Regions from separate parts of the Bicyclus anynana genome. Here region 2 is linked to region 1. A link is a contact called in public Hi-C data. All regions are on one chromosome and are shown on one strand. The core of a region is the stretch at or near the end of the contact, and the rest is flanking DNA. Distances in the headings are between cores, read along the strand shown. Region 1 holds the start of LOC112043520 (solute carrier family 35 member E1 homolog). Region 2 holds the start of LOC112047277 (protein dispatched).

The links. Hi-C and Micro-C count contacts between places; a contact is called where the count stands out from the background.
Region 2: a Hi-C map of whole body shows a contact between it and region 1, with 4 times the contacts expected there. The contact joins the promoter of LOC112047277 here to the promoter of LOC112043520 in region 1. A contact is called at or near these places in 2 of 2 Hi-C or Micro-C datasets (whole body and whole larva).

What each region holds. Positions count from the first base shown.
Region 1 is chr7:3,975,903-3,979,734 of ilBicAnyn1.1, forward strand. LOC112043520 (solute carrier family 35 member E1 homolog) reads right to left here and starts at 1,837. Exons shown (of 2, transcript XM_024078984.2): 1 at 1,200-1,837; 2 at 1-1,131. The coding sequence starts at 1,512. The coding sequence ends at 524. LOC112043515 (palmitoyltransferase ZDHHC18-like) reads left to right here and starts at 3,261. Exons shown (of 4, transcript XM_052882514.1): 1 at 3,261-3,537; 2 at 3,741-3,798.
Region 2 is chr7:4,297,174-4,301,005 of ilBicAnyn1.1, forward strand. It overlaps LOC112047277 (protein dispatched), which reads right to left and starts at 1,826. Exons shown (of 1, transcript XM_024084350.2): 1 at 1-1,826. The coding sequence starts at 1,643. LOC112047269 (V-type proton ATPase 21 kDa proteolipid subunit c'') reads left to right here and starts at 2,428. Exons shown (of 2, transcript XM_024084339.2): 1 at 2,428-3,211. The coding sequence starts at 2,563. The coding sequence ends at 3,180.

The DNA.
Region 1 (3,832 bases), core at 587-3,086:
GCACTTCTATCTTTAGCAAAATATTCGAAAAAGCACTATATTATAGCATTATATTAACGAAATATTCATGTTTTAAAGAAAAATTTATTTCTTGTCAAGCAATTTTACTAGAGGTCGCCCAACAATTTATAATCTACACTGATGTAGGGTTAATTACCAACAAGTATTTGGCAGCAGGCACTATAGGCATTTGATAGTGTTATGGTGTAAATGGAAAGAAAGGAAACGACTCTACATGTAATTAATGAAAAAGTCCTGAACTTGCTGTTTCTATTTAGTAAATAGAATACAGGAAGTAGACTTAAGTGAAAATGGCCTATTGGTTCTGTAGTAAAAATGTGGTTCCTTCCTTATCTAGATATGGATAAACAGAAAATAATTTAGTTTGCAGATAAAACATCTTGTATTTTCTGTCTTTTGGTCTTTCATCCTTTCAATTCTTCTATGTTTGATAAATAGTTGTTGATGAAATACCACTACAACATTGATTGAGCTAATGATCAGTGATGTACCGCCCAGCGGGTCAGACGGGCAGTAGAGGGCGCGGTGGGCGGGCAGCTACACGAGCACGGTTGTAGACTAGCACGCCGAGCAGCGCCAACGCCATGCCGGCCAAGTTAAGTGGTGGTGCAGGGTTGCGTAGCAGCAGCAGTGAGGCTGCCACAACACAGGCTCGCTTGGCGGCCGATGCCACTGCGTAGCCGAGCGGCGATATACGCGACAGCACGCTGAAGGCGGCCACGGCCTGCAGCCATGCCAGCACGCCGTCCGCTGCCAACAGAGCGGCCGCGCGTCGCGTCCACGGCGCGCGGGCCGCCGCCCCGCCCTCCACGCTCAGCCACAGCGGCAACAGGGGCAGCAGCGCCAGCGCGCTCAGCAGCTGCAGCAGGCGCAGGTGGTGCACACGCGCGTCACGCAGCGCGTGCTTGGCGCCCAGGTGCTGCAGGCTGAGCAGCGCGGCGGCCGCCAGCGCCGCGCCCAGCCCCAGAGCGTCGAACTGCAGCTCCGTGAGCGACGCCACGCCCACGCCCAGCGCTATGAGCAGCAGCGCGCCAGCCACACCACGCGCCAAGCGCTCGCCCAGCAGCACGCGCGCCAACAGCGCCGTCCACAGCGGCGTCGTCGCCTTCACTGCACACGAGCACGCACAGTGTTATTGACAGAAAGCGCGCAAGTGCACGCGACGGGCAGGCACTGACCGGTGTGCGCGTAGGACACGGGCACCTTCCACAGCGAGATCTGCGTGCACACGGTGGTGAGGAACTTGGCGGCCGCCAGCGGCAGCAGCACCCGCAGCACGGTAGCGCGCGGGAAGGAGGGCGCGCGCCGCACACCACACGCCGCCAGCGCGGGCACACTCAACGCCGCCGTGGCTGCCAGCTGCGCCACCGTCACGGTGACGGGCAGCGGCAGCTCCGTCAGCAGCAGCTTGCCCACCACGTTGCTGGCCGAGCTCAGCGCGTACCACGCGGCGCACAGCGCACCAACCACCAGCACCTCGCTCTGCGACATCTTCGCTCCGCGTTCGACTCACCTAGCTTTACATATTATTTTTCACTTTTCTATCAAGTCATTTTCTATAGATATTTGTCTTGCGATACTTATCATATTCTAGACATAGCACTCATTTTGTTCTCTCTAAATATAAGCTAAGTAATAAATTAAAATAAAAAGTATCAATCTCCAGCATTCGGATTTGCTTTATTGTAAGATGTTTGTGCTATAATAATAATATAGTGTGATTGTTTTAATTCAAGAAAATTCTAATTTTAAATTTCTTTTCAATAAAATAAACTGCGAGCCAACGACCGACGTGTCACTGTCAATCTGTCAAATGTCAGTTGTCAACTTGTCACATGTCACATCTGTCACGTCATTGTCATATGTGTCTACTGCAAACTCAAGACTAAATAAAAAGGACCTCGCTAGACGCAGAGAGTAAAATTGCTTCTTGGCTAGACGATTTAAATCAAGAATTACATATTATGAAAAATGTTTAATAAAAAAAAGTTAAATAGAATTGATGTTTATTTGTTGTTATCGTTTTCATCGTATAAAGAGCTCCCTAAAAATGGCAAAAAAACGGTTGACAACTTCTACTTTACTAAAAGACTACGTTTCATTTGTATTTCTAAGTTAATTATATTAACTAAATAAACAATATCTAAAAAGATCGGTTGTCTGTAAGTCGGTTTACTGACGATAGTTAAACATGACAACGTCGTAAGAAAATACTGATGGAATGGTTGCATTTTTCAATAGAAAATGATCGTTTTTCTAAAATACTGTTTAATCTTCTTAGACCAGAATATACTTTATTTCTTGTAAAAAAGTGTGTAGCCCTAGAGCGAGGGAGAGCTGGCCCCATTGAATTATAAGACGTTGTCACGTCTAAAAAACAATTCTTCAGGTGGAACAGGCAATAGCAAAAGATCGATCATGTAATCGAATATTCTGTGTATATATTTTGCGCATAGGCTAAGCTAGGTGTTTGTGAATTTGAGTAAACATTATACACGTTTGTTTATTGCTTATCTTTACAGTATTGTGTACTGTAAGATATGGACACTACATATATGTATTTATTTTAATATTATTTTAATATTTTCGGTGTGTGAGTTTATCTCGTCCCCTTTGACTATAATTATTATATAGCTCTTAAAATTTTAATTAATAAATACCATAATTGAATATGGCTCATCCTCCTCAAAAAACGAAGCACATTTTTGTTGGTGAAATTGGGTGCTATACTAGTCCTTTTGTAATTGGTCCGAGAGGCATAAGGATACAACGTCGGTGTCTACCTCAGACTAATTAGATAAAGACCTGCCTCGCAAGACATTATTTTTCTGTCAAAGTATCAAAGTCAAAGTCAAAGTAAAGTATATATGATCAACGATCTTATGCGATTATAAACACTGTCTCTAAAAAATCGATGTTTCATAGTTTACAACCGTGTCCGTCGGTTAAAAACCTCCGTAAAAATACCTTTTTGTGTAGTTTGGTATAAAAAACGAACAAAAACTGCTAGTTTAGTATAAAATATGTATAAAATCTAAGCTCGTTTTCCTTAGAAAATGGCAGAAAATTTTGTTCGTGAATTTGGGTGCGATACTAGTCCTTATGTATTTAGTCTGAGGTGTCTACATCCAACAACAACACTCAACAAGATTATCAAAAACAACATGAGAACATCTCTAGAATCTTTACTCTGTGATTACTGACATTTCGTTCATTCTTCATCTTCATTCGTAATTCTTCATTTTCATTTGTCAAATGTCAACTTGTCAAGAGAAAGTTTGCAATTGCCCCAACTTTATTTAACAAAAATTTAGTTTTCTATATTTATTCCAGTGGTATTTTCGTTTTCAAGATTGTATATTGTGTACGTTTCTTGAACATTAACTCCTCAGAAAACATTATATACTTACGAATAAACTACTGAAAAGTTTACGAGTTTCCTGCAAAGTTAACATAAAAGTGGTCACAAGTAACTTTTTATCGGAATCTGATTATTTTATCGGGAGCCGCGAGCAGGTGAGTGTCACCCCGGAGACTGCGCCACGGCCGACTCATCGTAGATTGCGGCTTTTATCTTGGTTCCAAGATAATTTTTGGAAGTGATAATCTTTTGCTTCAATGTGTTTCATATAACTATAACTGTGTAGTCAGGTTGGTGTACTATTAGGGTTGTAGATATGAGATACTATTTCTGTAACATAATATCCAAATTTCTTTAGTGAAAGCAGTGCCAGAACCAGAAGCCAATAGTTGGGCCGCCGCCCCTTATCATAGAAGGTAGAGTAGACAACTAGACAGTAACACTAGTTCT
Region 2 (3,832 bases), core at 576-3,075, 320 kb after region 1:
ATAAGTAAAAAGTTAACTAATACTGCAGTCCCAGCAAAAACACTGAAACAATTGATGGCTGGAATGTAGCTAACATATGATGCATAAAATGCAACAGCAGTCGTCAAAGTGGTGACAAATATAGCACTAACAGAATGCTTTAAAGTTTCTTCAAGTATTTGTACAAGTATAGTTTCACCAGCACTAGAAACATTCTTAATATCAGTTAAATTTTCTGTAACAACATTATCTCTTATTAACTGCTTACTTATCATATTCCAGACTTTGACATAGAGGAATGCATCATCAGCCCCAATTCCTATTACAACAACTATAACTAACAGATTCATGAATGGAAAAAAGTCCAAATTAAACACATATATGTAAAAAAAATATGCAACACCAAGTGAATAAGTAATAGCTGTAAACAACAGCAATGTTAGAAGCAAAGATTTTGTATAAACCCAAACACATATGAACACAAAGAAACCACCAAGTCCTATGAGCCAAGTGTCTTCAATAATCCATAAATCAAACAGAGCATTTTTCAATCCAAAATCCATTGCTGGGATGTTAAGAATATTGAAAGACATATTTGATTCTTGTAATTTTAAATAATATGGTAGAGTGGTGCTACTAGTCGGCAAGGGCAAAAATATCATTACATTTTTTACAAATGTCTCTGAAAACAGTGGAGGAGAAAATGCATTTGAATCTATAATGTAAAATAATAAATTGTATACAGCATCATACTGGGAGCAATACTTTGGCACATGACATCTATCCATTTCACAAGAGGCCATCAGGGAAAAGTTATGAAAGTAGCCCGCACATTTCTTTAGTATATTTACAGCATAAGTAACATCATCTCTGGTTAAATTTTCACAAGAATTCTTACCAGACATTAAAGCTATGTAGTTTGGCACACTCCATATGGGGCAACATATTTCTTCTGCTTGCATTGATCGCTGACATAGATTATAAAAGTCATCTTTAGTAAAATCAATAAGGAAGGTTTGCAGTTGACAAACATTCTGTACATTCTCAAAAGTGAGCATTGATTTATTGTCATTTGAAGTGACCACCAAGTGAGCGTAGTCAGCAACTGGGGCCCCACAACTACCAGAAGCATAGTTGTGGTGAAAATTATCAAATGTGCGCTGCATGTTTTTTAGAGACTTCCATTGTTTCCTTGTATGATTTTTTAAATAAACTGCATTTTCATCTTCAAATGAAACATTTTTCCCAAATCCCCAATGAACATGGTTGACAGTGAGATTTGTATCAGGGGAACTATAAAATGTTGTAGCATATCCTGTATTATTGTAATTCTGTTTTTTCTTGTGTTTTCGAGGATGTTTGCGGCCAGACCTCGTTTTGTCCCTGTTGTAATAACTTTCGTTCATACGAATTTGATCTTCTATTTCTTTAGGATTTACGGCGAGCCTTTTGGACGGTCTTGTCTCCTCAATAAGGTTTTCCCAGGCTATGAAACGGTGCGCTAACGTTGTACCTCTCGTTTCGAAACCAACTATAGGGTCGGAAAATGAAGGAAAGTCGTGGCACACTAGAGGTATTACAGTGAGGATCGTGGAAGTGACTAAGATAGCAAACAGCAAAAAGTAGGAGTAACGAACAATAAACCTCGCATAAGCTGAAAACATTTTTAGACCTTGACTTCATTGATTTCATATTTATCAATCCATTCTTACTCCATTTTGTACTTAAGTGGAACCAATACATGTCCTTAAAGCTGTTCGACGACTTCACATGTTATTATGTGATCACATTTTTTTAATATTTGAATGTTTTTCTAAAAATCTATGTTTAGGTTTGAAATAAATTGAACAGTGAACACAATTTCATGTCCATGACTCAAGATAAACAAACGTCAATGTCAGTTGTCTATAAGCAACTTTGAACTTACAGACACAGATTATATATTAGTTTGCTTACAAATGTCAAAAATTCGTCAGAGATACAAACAGACAAAAATCTTTATAGATTCGGTAAGAAGCGCATTTTACAGCAGTTAGTGATCACATTCCACTAAACGTTCAAAATCATACGTTAGCGTCCAAAAGATTGCAGCAGTCATTCCACAAGACGACTTTAATTAATGTATTAAATTACAATTATTGCAGTTTCTTATCGTTTGATTATTTTAATTGTATGTTTGTTCAAAATTCTATAATTATATTTAAATTTATATACCAATAATTAAAAAATTCAGACCACCTGACTTTTTTGAGTATTTGATTTTTTTTGTTATTTTGCTTTATTTTGTCAGCAAGGGCCAAAAACTAAAACTGTAAACAGTACCAAAAAATTTAATATACACATAATTTCAATCTAAGCTTTCAATACTTTTAAAGATTCTGAGATTTGACCAATAAAGAAGTTTACTTTAATCTATGGTATTTTTATTAAAATATGGCAACATTTTCTTGTCTCTGACATCTTGTGATCACAAGACTTCTCCGTTTTTGAGTTTTCTGTCAAGGTAGAAATTGGAGAAAAAAGGCCGTCCCTTTTCGGGATCTCCTGGTTTAAAAGCTCCATCCGACGAAAACCACCATCAAGATGAGATATTTCCTGACGTACCTGTTTGTGTTGCTGTTGTCGCTCGCCATACCCATATTTTCGTTATACTATCTTCTAAATGGAAAGGGTGAGCAGATCAGTTTCGGATGGTTCCTGGAGCACACGTCTCCCTACATGTGGGGGACGTTGGGAATAGCGTTCGCCGTGTCGTTCTCGGTCGTGGGCGCCGCCATGGGGATCCACACCACCGGAGTGAGCATAGTGGGTGGTGGTGTCAAAGCGCCTAGAATTAAGACCAAGAACTTGATCTCCGTTATTTTCTGTGAAGCTGTGGCGATTTACGGTCTGATCACAGCCATCGTGCTGTCGGGCATGTTGGAGCAGTACAAAGAGCCGTTCTTGGATATATCAATCAAGCAAAACAACTGGATGGCTGGATACGTGATGTTCGGAGCTGGTCTGGCCGTGGGACTGGTGAACTTGTTCTGCGGCATCTCTGTCGGGATCGTGGGCTCCGGGGCGGCGCTCGCGGACGCAGCCAATGCAGCGCTGTTTGTGAAGATCCTGATTGTGGAAATCTTTGGGTCTGCTATTGGTTTGTTTGGCCTTATTGTGGGCATTTATATGACGTCGAAAGTGAAAATGGGCAACCAGTAACTTAAGAAGAAAGTCATACTTGAATTTAAGTGTAAGTATTTTTTGTTAGTGAAATGTTGCGAATTGTATTATTTATTCTAATAAATATTGGTTGTTCTGTCGGAGTTATTAATTCATATTTATTTAAAAATAACATCCTAACTATAGTAATAATCCAGTATTAATGTTAGTTATGCATATAATTTCAATGGCAATAGTAAATATTCTAATTAAATATCTAATAGTACATACAAAATCTGTGTCCAGAAGACAAACTTGCAAAAAAGTAAATGAAAAATCATTAATCTTTATACTGCTATGTATTGGTTAACTTTAAATTTGGATGATTATTAGCAGAGGCCCTAGTCACTAATAATGTGGCTTTGGTAAAAGAATTTTCAAAATCGGTTAAGTACATCCAAAGATTATGCCCTATAACCTCAGAAACACACAGAGTCATTAACTGATTAAATACACAGCTAAAACTCATGTGATACAACAGCAGAGTATGCCGAACTAGTTTCAAACCCATATGGGGCCCTTAGTCATGAGCTGGTTCGTGAGTTTTAGCTGTATCTCATAATTAATTAATAACACTTACAATTTTAAAACCTAAAGTTTTAATTCTAAAATAACTCACTAACTCTTAATATTGGTATGTATTTATGTTTGA